Linked DNA regions of Mus musculus: region 1 is linked to region 2. The links are chromatin contacts, called in public HiChIP or PLAC-seq maps. All regions are on one chromosome and are shown on one strand. The core of a region is the stretch at or near the end of the contact, and the rest is flanking DNA. Distances in the headings are between cores, read along the strand shown.

Region 1 (3,670 bases), core at 821-3,320, 240 kb after region 2:
GGTATATTTTTCTTGTTATCTAATATTCTAGGAAAATTGTTTAAATATATTTAACTGCAGGTCACAGTAAGAAATACAATTTAAATAACAACAAGGGACATACTTTTACCCTGATTATTTGTTTTTAAATACAGGGTCTCTCTAGGAGTCTATGTAGTCCTGAACTTGCTATGTAGAAAGAACAGTCTGGTCTTAAACTCTACAGAGATGGGCTGTTATGGCCAGCTACTCACAAGGTAACTTTTAAAAAAGATTTATTTTATGTGTACGGGTGTTTTGCTTGCATGTGCATGCCCTGTGCCTGAGGGGGTCAGAAGAGGTGGGATTTCCTGGACCCACCAGCCAGCACATGGGTGCTGGGAATAGAAACCAGGACCTGCAAGAACAGGTACTCTTGACTGCCTCATCTCTCCAGCCTCCCACGAACTGATTATTGCTTGGTTTAGATATTATGCATTCTTATCTTTTAGATTATATCTCATTAAAACCCAATTCATTAAAAAATGACATTGGCTTTTGTTAGTCTGAAAAAAACAGCATTGCTTCAGATAAGTGACATTTCAATCTGCTGATAAACTGGAACGTTACCGCCATCACATAACAATGTTTCCTGCCTTGCACTGCCTCAGCACTCAGAAAGGAGAGAGCCAGGCAGCTCTCTGTGAGTTTGAGACCAGCATAGCCTACAGAAGGAGTTCCAGGACATCTAGGGTTACACAGAGAAACCCTGTCTCTTTGAAAAACAAAACAAAACAAAACAATCAAGCAAGAAAAACAAACAAAACAAGAAAACAATAAACTTCCCTTATGTTTATGTAAAATACAAATATAATTTCTTAGGTTTCTTAACAGAAGAATGTGGCAGAATCTTTCCCTCATTGGAACAGTCCTTCATGACAAAATCTAATTGTTTTTCAAATGTTAACATAGCTGCATCAAGATGTGTTTTAAAGATCAGCGGCCTGGCATTATTTAACTGAGCAGTAAATTGCTCTTTCTTTGGGCAACAAAATGGCCACGTCTGCAAATTTTTTAGAGCTGCTATGAAATACATCAGTAACAGGCAGAATCCTATGGCCTACTTAAGTATCCAAACGATCAGAATGTCATCTGATTTCCTGTCAAGAAATGTAATGGAAATTGTGTAAAGTTAAAAAAAAAATTCTTGGTTCCAGAGTAGAAGGATAAAGGAATAAGGAATTGAATTTTTATCGTAGAGAATGGCCTTGTTAGAGGCAGCTCATTCCTCCTTCTGCACTGTTAGGTCGCTTTTCTCTTCTTCTGTATTGTAACTGGCTTTCTTCCAGTGATGAGTTCTGCCCCTTTCCTCTCCACAGGATGGGGAGGGATTTCTGGGGTCATGGTTAAAAAAACAAAAAACAAAAAAAGCCAAGAGTTGAGGTACAAAACAACAACAACAACAACAAAATCCGAAGAGTTAAATTAGGCTTTCTGTTCAAATTGAGAGGTACTATCAACTTGCCACGTCGCTAAAACCGTCACCAACCTCACTGTAAAACTTCATGACTGTAAAAGCTGGCACCCAGGATTCTGAACATGACTAGGAACAATAACAAGAAAGCCTGCTAGGCTATTTTCATCCCAGCGTGACTGAAGTCTACATCTCAAACCTCCTGTGAGGCCAACAGCTAATGAGACACCACAGTGAACGTGTCATTGGAACTTAGGCAGCAGGGACTCCTGGCTGCTTCTCAAGCCCCAATTTCTCCTGGCAGCCTCCTCTGTGGGCCCGGCCAGAGGTCGGGAGGCGGGTCCTGCCCAGCGAGCACTTCAGAGACCTGCGGGTAGCCGGCCCTCCACCCCAGGGCTTCCTGAGAGGGAACCTCGAGGGCGGGGAGGGGAGCGGAGGGGAGGTGACATGACAGCTCGCCATCACCACGAGCTGCCAGCAGCTGCCTCTGCGCGCCCGCCCAGCAGAAGCTACCCGGGGACCGCCTCCTTGCGGCGTCACGTGACGGGAAGGGGGCGTGGCCCAGGCCCGGGCTGGGGGCGGGGCTGCGAGAGGGGCGGGCCTTGGGATGTGAAGGCTGGTGGCGGCTCGCGGCGCCCAGAAAGGCGGTGTCAGGGCGGATGACAGCATTCTGCTGCGACGCGCTCCCAGCTGGGCGGCGGTGGTAGCGGCAGCGGCAGCGGCAGCGGCAGCCGGGGCGGCAGCGGCGTTCGACTCGGCCACCGCCGAGAGCGGTAGCGGTAGAGAAGGAAGAGGTTCCGCCCTGGCCCGCGGGCGGAGGAGCCCGAGTTCGCTCGCCGCTCCGGGCCGAGCCCCCGCCGCGGCTCGCCTGTGCTCTCCGTCCGGGCTGGCTCTCAGTTCCCGCGGGCGACCGCAGCCGAGAGAAGTTGAGGAGGGGGGGTCCCACCGGACACTAAGGCCCCGGACTCCGGCGTCCCTGTGATCCCACGGAAGCCTGCTCCCTGCGGGCCGCCTCCTCTGGGGCTCCGCATCGGTGAGTGGCGCTCAGCCCGGTGTTGGGGAGCAGCGGAGTCGTGCCTTTTGGGGTGACTGTAGTCCCTCAGTCCTACGTTCTGAGCTCGGGCTGTGGGCACTCGTGGGTACCCCGCGCCGCGAGTTCCCCTCCTGCCTCTCCTTTGTCCCTTCTGAGAGGGAGATTGGCAGGGCTGGCGGGGGTGGCGTGTTTTTTGGGGCCCGCGGTAGGTGCGTCTGCAGCGGTACAAAGCCCAGTGGGGACCTGGGATGGGGGCGGGGGCGGCTCGGCGGCGTTCCGGGTCCCGAGTGTGTCTGCCCCTCCCGAAGTTTGACAGGGCGACGCCGGGGCTCGCCGGAAGCCCCCCGCGCAGGGGGTGAAAACCTGGCGCTTTGTCGCCCCGGGCGGTTAAGGCAAGGCTTGGGGTTTTCCTGTGACAGCCCCTGAAGAGGTTGTGCCGCTCGCAGGCGGACCGCACCCGCCTTTGCAGAGACTGTCGCGGTGTTCCTTAAACCTCAGCTCCGTTGGCCTTCTTGCCACACTGGAGAAAAGGCGGTGTCTTCGTTGCACTTTTTTTTTTTTTTTTTTTACGTTTTGTTTGCGGCTAAGCTGTGGAGAGTGTAATCAGGTTCCAGGGAGTTTCATATGGAGCATGCTTTTGCTTCATTGAGCAACCCACTCAAGACCGGCTGATGCGAAGCAACAGTAGATGCAGATTTTCCATTCACTAAAGTCATTTAACACTTCTTTGTGAGCGACATCTGCGTCGTGAAACATAACCTAATTTCATTTTAACTAAATGCCGTCTGAAATAAGTTAACTTGGGTTCGTCTCTAAACAGATGGGAACACTTATCTGACGATAGCATATCTGCTTTCAATAACTTAATGAAGTTTGTGCCTTTTTGCTGCTGGAAGACTTAAGTAACAGTAGTATTAGAATACCTTGGGTTAGCAGGGAATTCTTCAAAGTAATTTCACTGTAAACAACCTCAAATTAGTGCAGCCCCAAATTAGTGCAATTAAAGGTCTTTCAAGATAACCATTTAAAATAGTTTTTGCCTCTTGAAGAATTCCAGAGAACAATTGAGGTATAGGTAAATTGCTTGTTACGCTCTCTCTTCCCCTGGGGTTTCATCTAAATTTGATCATGCCGAGAGACTGGGATCAGTTGCTGTGCTTGCTAGAACCTGTTTTGCAGTGAGATTATTAAAATGCTGGTTTTAT
Region 2 (3,762 bases), core at 636-3,135:
GACCTTCAGAAGAGCAGTCAGTGCTCTTACTCACTGAGCTATCTCACCAGCTCCTGTCACAAGTCTTATAAAGAAAAATAGTTCATTGGAGCTGGCTTACAGTTCAGAGGTTTAGTCCATTATCATCGTGGCGGAGAACATAGCAGCACACAGGCTGTGAGGCTGGAGAGACAGCTGAGAATTCTACATCTTGGTGGGCAGGCAGCAGGAAGAAAGAGACACACTGGACCTTACGCTTCTGAAACCTCAAAGCCCACCCCCAATGACACACTGCCTCTAAAGAGGCCACGCCCACTCAAAATGGCCACACCTTCAAATAGTGCCGCTTCCTATGAGCCTATGGGGCCGTCTTCGTTCAAACCCACCACAACTTCCATAAATAGCTTTGCTACACATGATAAGTTTTGACCTTAGACTGTAGGGACAGATAGTTTGACAGAAAAACAACAGGTCCAGTCCTTAGGCCCCTTCCTCAGAGAAACTCTAGTGGACCTCAGGAGTAGCAGAAAAAGGACAATCGCTTGCTGAAAAAAAGGGAACATGAACTACCCTGCTTCCTTCAGTGAAAACAAACCAGAAGCCCCTCCCGTAAGAAGTGCAGCAAGCTGCGGAGGTAAAGCAAACAGATCGGAATCGTGAATGTAAGAATTGCTGGTATTTAGAAAAGCTCACAGCAGGCACCCATGCTTTCAAACTCCTGCCGCAATCTGGGGGAGATGTCAATCACTACTTGCACTGTTTTTCAACAGTCCTTGGTGGACAGAGAATCTGGCTGCAATTACGAGCTTATTTTGGATTGGGCCCAGCATACGACATAAAAAGGCATAAACCAGGCCTGTACTTTGTCACCGGAGGGGCCTTCCTCAACTCTGCCTCCTCCTACCCCCCCTAACAGGGCCTTTGGCAACGTAAGCGGGAAATTTTTTATTGTCGCAACGCGAGGGTACTGGCATCTATCAGTTAAAGTCATCCTAACCCCCACCAAAGAACTAGGCTATTAACAGCATGATGTTGCGCCTGGATGAAAGGGGTGATCGATTTGTGACAGAGGGGAGTAGTTTTGGTCGCTGCCTATTGCGGCGTGGAGGTCACCACTCTTCAAATACTAATTCTTAGGGCAACCCACTACTGATGACAGAGAAGTGGATCACCAAATGTCCTAGAATACAAACCAGATAGAGATGACATTATTTTGCTTTTTGTCTAGAACAATAATATGTCACCTCAAGCCCAGATTTTAGGTCCTTTCTGCTGTCTTCGCCGGCGAGACATCCCTGGACTTTTCGGACAACTGCAAACAATTGCAAACTGAAACCCGAAGCCTTTTGGCGCCAGGGTTTCTGCGTGGGTTGTGGGTTTCTTCCCCCCTCAGCAAAGAGTGGTGGGGGAAAGCAAAACACTTGGGGAATGAGGTGTTTTCATAACGTCATTTGTTTAGTCTAGATGAGGAATGCAGCTCTTTCGCGACAGGAAAGCTGCGGATTCCAGAAGCCGGGATTCTGACCAGAGACTATCCTGCACCGGGGAGTCCTGCACCCCGGAGGCTAACATATGGCGTTTGTGCAGTAAAGGGTGGCGGGAATCCCACGGGGCGACACCGGATCTCGCTGGCTCCGGGCCGATCCTGAGTGCTCCGGACGTCCCGGGACCGGCGGGTAGGAGCAGCCGGAGACGGTGGGAGACTCGGACGCGCGGGAAGCCGCAGGAAGAGGCGGGATTCCGGTCTTTTGTCTCGGGGCCAGAGCTCGAAACCCGCAGCGGGAGCCCAGCTCAGCGGGCCGGGCGGAGACCATCGCACACCCCGAGGGGCATGACCGATGATGGGCGTGGCGAACAAGGCCACGCCCAACATAAGTCTTTAAAAGCGGGCACACGCGCTCCCGCCAGTCTCCGGATCCGCCCGCGGCTTTCCTCGGTCAGACCTCGTTAGCTCCGCCCGCCGCGTGCTCCCTCCTCCCACTCGGGTGAGTCCTAGGAAGCCTGCAGCCCCGCGGTCCCTGTCATCTCCACCCCTGCTCCTGACTATGCTTCCACCCGTCCTCTCACTTCTGCCCCAATGCGGGGTCCACTAGCACACCTGCTGTCGCCCCCAGACCATCCCTGCCCTGGGACCTCATGTCCTTGGGGCAGGTAAATCATCCCCTGTGACCTTTAATTTTCCATCCTGTTCTCTGGGAGAGAGGCGAGCTGGGAGTTTCTCGTGGCCGCCAATGCCTCTTTTTGTAGCCCCAGGCTCCCTCCCAGGGCTGATTCTCCCCTTCGGGTAGGAGGGGTTAGAGGCTTCGGGGCTCCAGTGCCCCAAGGGTGTGTCTGCCCAGCCCTGACGACCTTCTCGGGAATTGGGTGGGTACTCTGGGGTGGTGGGCGTCTCCATACCCTCTGAGCTCCAGTTCTCCTGTGGCGAAACGGAGCTCCTGGCCATCGCCTTTGTTCGGTGGTCTCTGCCCACCCGGCACAGAAGGAACCATAGTGAAATTCTAGTTGAACATTCCTAGCTTTTCCTGGTGCTTTCTACCTTTAAAGTACAAACAAGGATACAGCATTGCTTGGTTCTGAAATTCTGCAACAGGTCCTAAAAGTCACAGTATGGGTTCAGAGCTAGATAATAGTTATAGGCATCCGTGAGGTAAGGGGTGAGGTGAGGGGAGAGCTCTTGAAACTTCTGCCCCCTTGGAAGCCAGGACTTTGAACTTTATTTGTTTACCTGATTACTTTTTGAGTAAATATTTGGTTTGACCTGTTTTGTTTGAGTCGCATACATTTTTACTTTATTAAATGCTTTTCAGTTCGGGGCGGGGGGGGGGCTGGGTGTAGTAATTTTTTAACTTGGGCAGCGAAAATAGTTAAATTATTGACTTTTTCAATGCGTGCTTAATCTCTACTTACATAAAACCAAAGAATCCAAAAAGGAAGTGATTCTTGTACCCAGATTCTTCAAGAAAGATTTAAACGGTAGATTTCAAAAGAGAGACTCATACAATCTCAACACTGCATACAAGTGACATTTGGGACCCTATTCTCTGCCATTGCCTTGTAATTGTTACTGATAATTCCTTCATTACTCCTCAAGGCTGTTTGACCCCACTTTTTATAGCCAGGTTGCCATAGACGTATACATCCCATGAGTCTCTGGAACACTGTTTGCTTAGTTATCTTGAATATGTTGGAGCACACCTCGGTGCTTGTTAACTGAATAAAGAAGGCGGGAACAGACAAGGCCCCGTTGTGGGGAGCAGTAGATATTTATTAACAGATTTCAGCCAACGTGGTGTTTTTTTTTTTTTTTTTTAACACCATAAATTGTTAACAGATTCCTCCCAATCTTGTTTGAAAATTTTTGGCTGATATGGAATATGCTCAAGAGCATGCTAAAATCAGTACTGATTGGAGGGCCATCCTGGTGAAGTTGCACAGTCTTGGACTTGAGGGAAATTGTATCTTTATTAAAAGATAGCATAAATGTTGGTATCAAGTAGGGGGACAGGATACTAGGTCCAGGCATAACTCTGTCAATACATAGCTTTGAGAGCTCAAGCCTTTGGTTTCCATTTTCCTTCTGTTACAAATGAGAGGGATGAATGAGATGGACATAGGGGACCCTCTAAGGGAGAGGAGGTGTAACATGGGAGGGCAGAAATCAAGTCTAGAGTGTCACTCCCAAGTCAGTACCCCTTGGTTTGGTGCCCCTAACACGTTAACACTCTCTGGTCTCAGCCTTGTGAAATAGGTCTAATAGCATCCTTGCTGGGGTGGTGGGGGAGA

Evidence for each region. HiChIP or PLAC-seq counts read pairs in DNA pulled down with a chosen protein or histone mark.
Region 1: a contact with region 2 is called in an HNF4G HiChIP or PLAC-seq map of pancreatic cancer cells. The contact joins the promoter of Osbpl8 here to the promoter of Csrp2 in region 2. A contact is called at or near these places in 1 of 484 Hi-C or Micro-C datasets (embryonic stem cells), 2 of 115 datasets of contacts at active chromatin or transcription factors (memory CD8 T cells and pancreatic cancer cells) and 2 of 9 other capture datasets (adipose tissue and liver).

What each region holds. Positions count from the first base shown.
Region 1 is chr10:111,162,732-111,166,401 of GRCm38.p6, forward strand. Osbpl8 (oxysterol binding protein-like 8) reads left to right here and starts at 2,071. Exons shown (of 24, transcript NM_175489.3): 1 at 2,071-2,465.
Region 2 is chr10:110,918,291-110,922,052 of GRCm38.p6, forward strand. It overlaps Csrp2 (cysteine and glycine-rich protein 2), which reads left to right and starts at 1,886. Exons shown (of 6, transcript NM_007792.4): 1 at 1,886-1,964.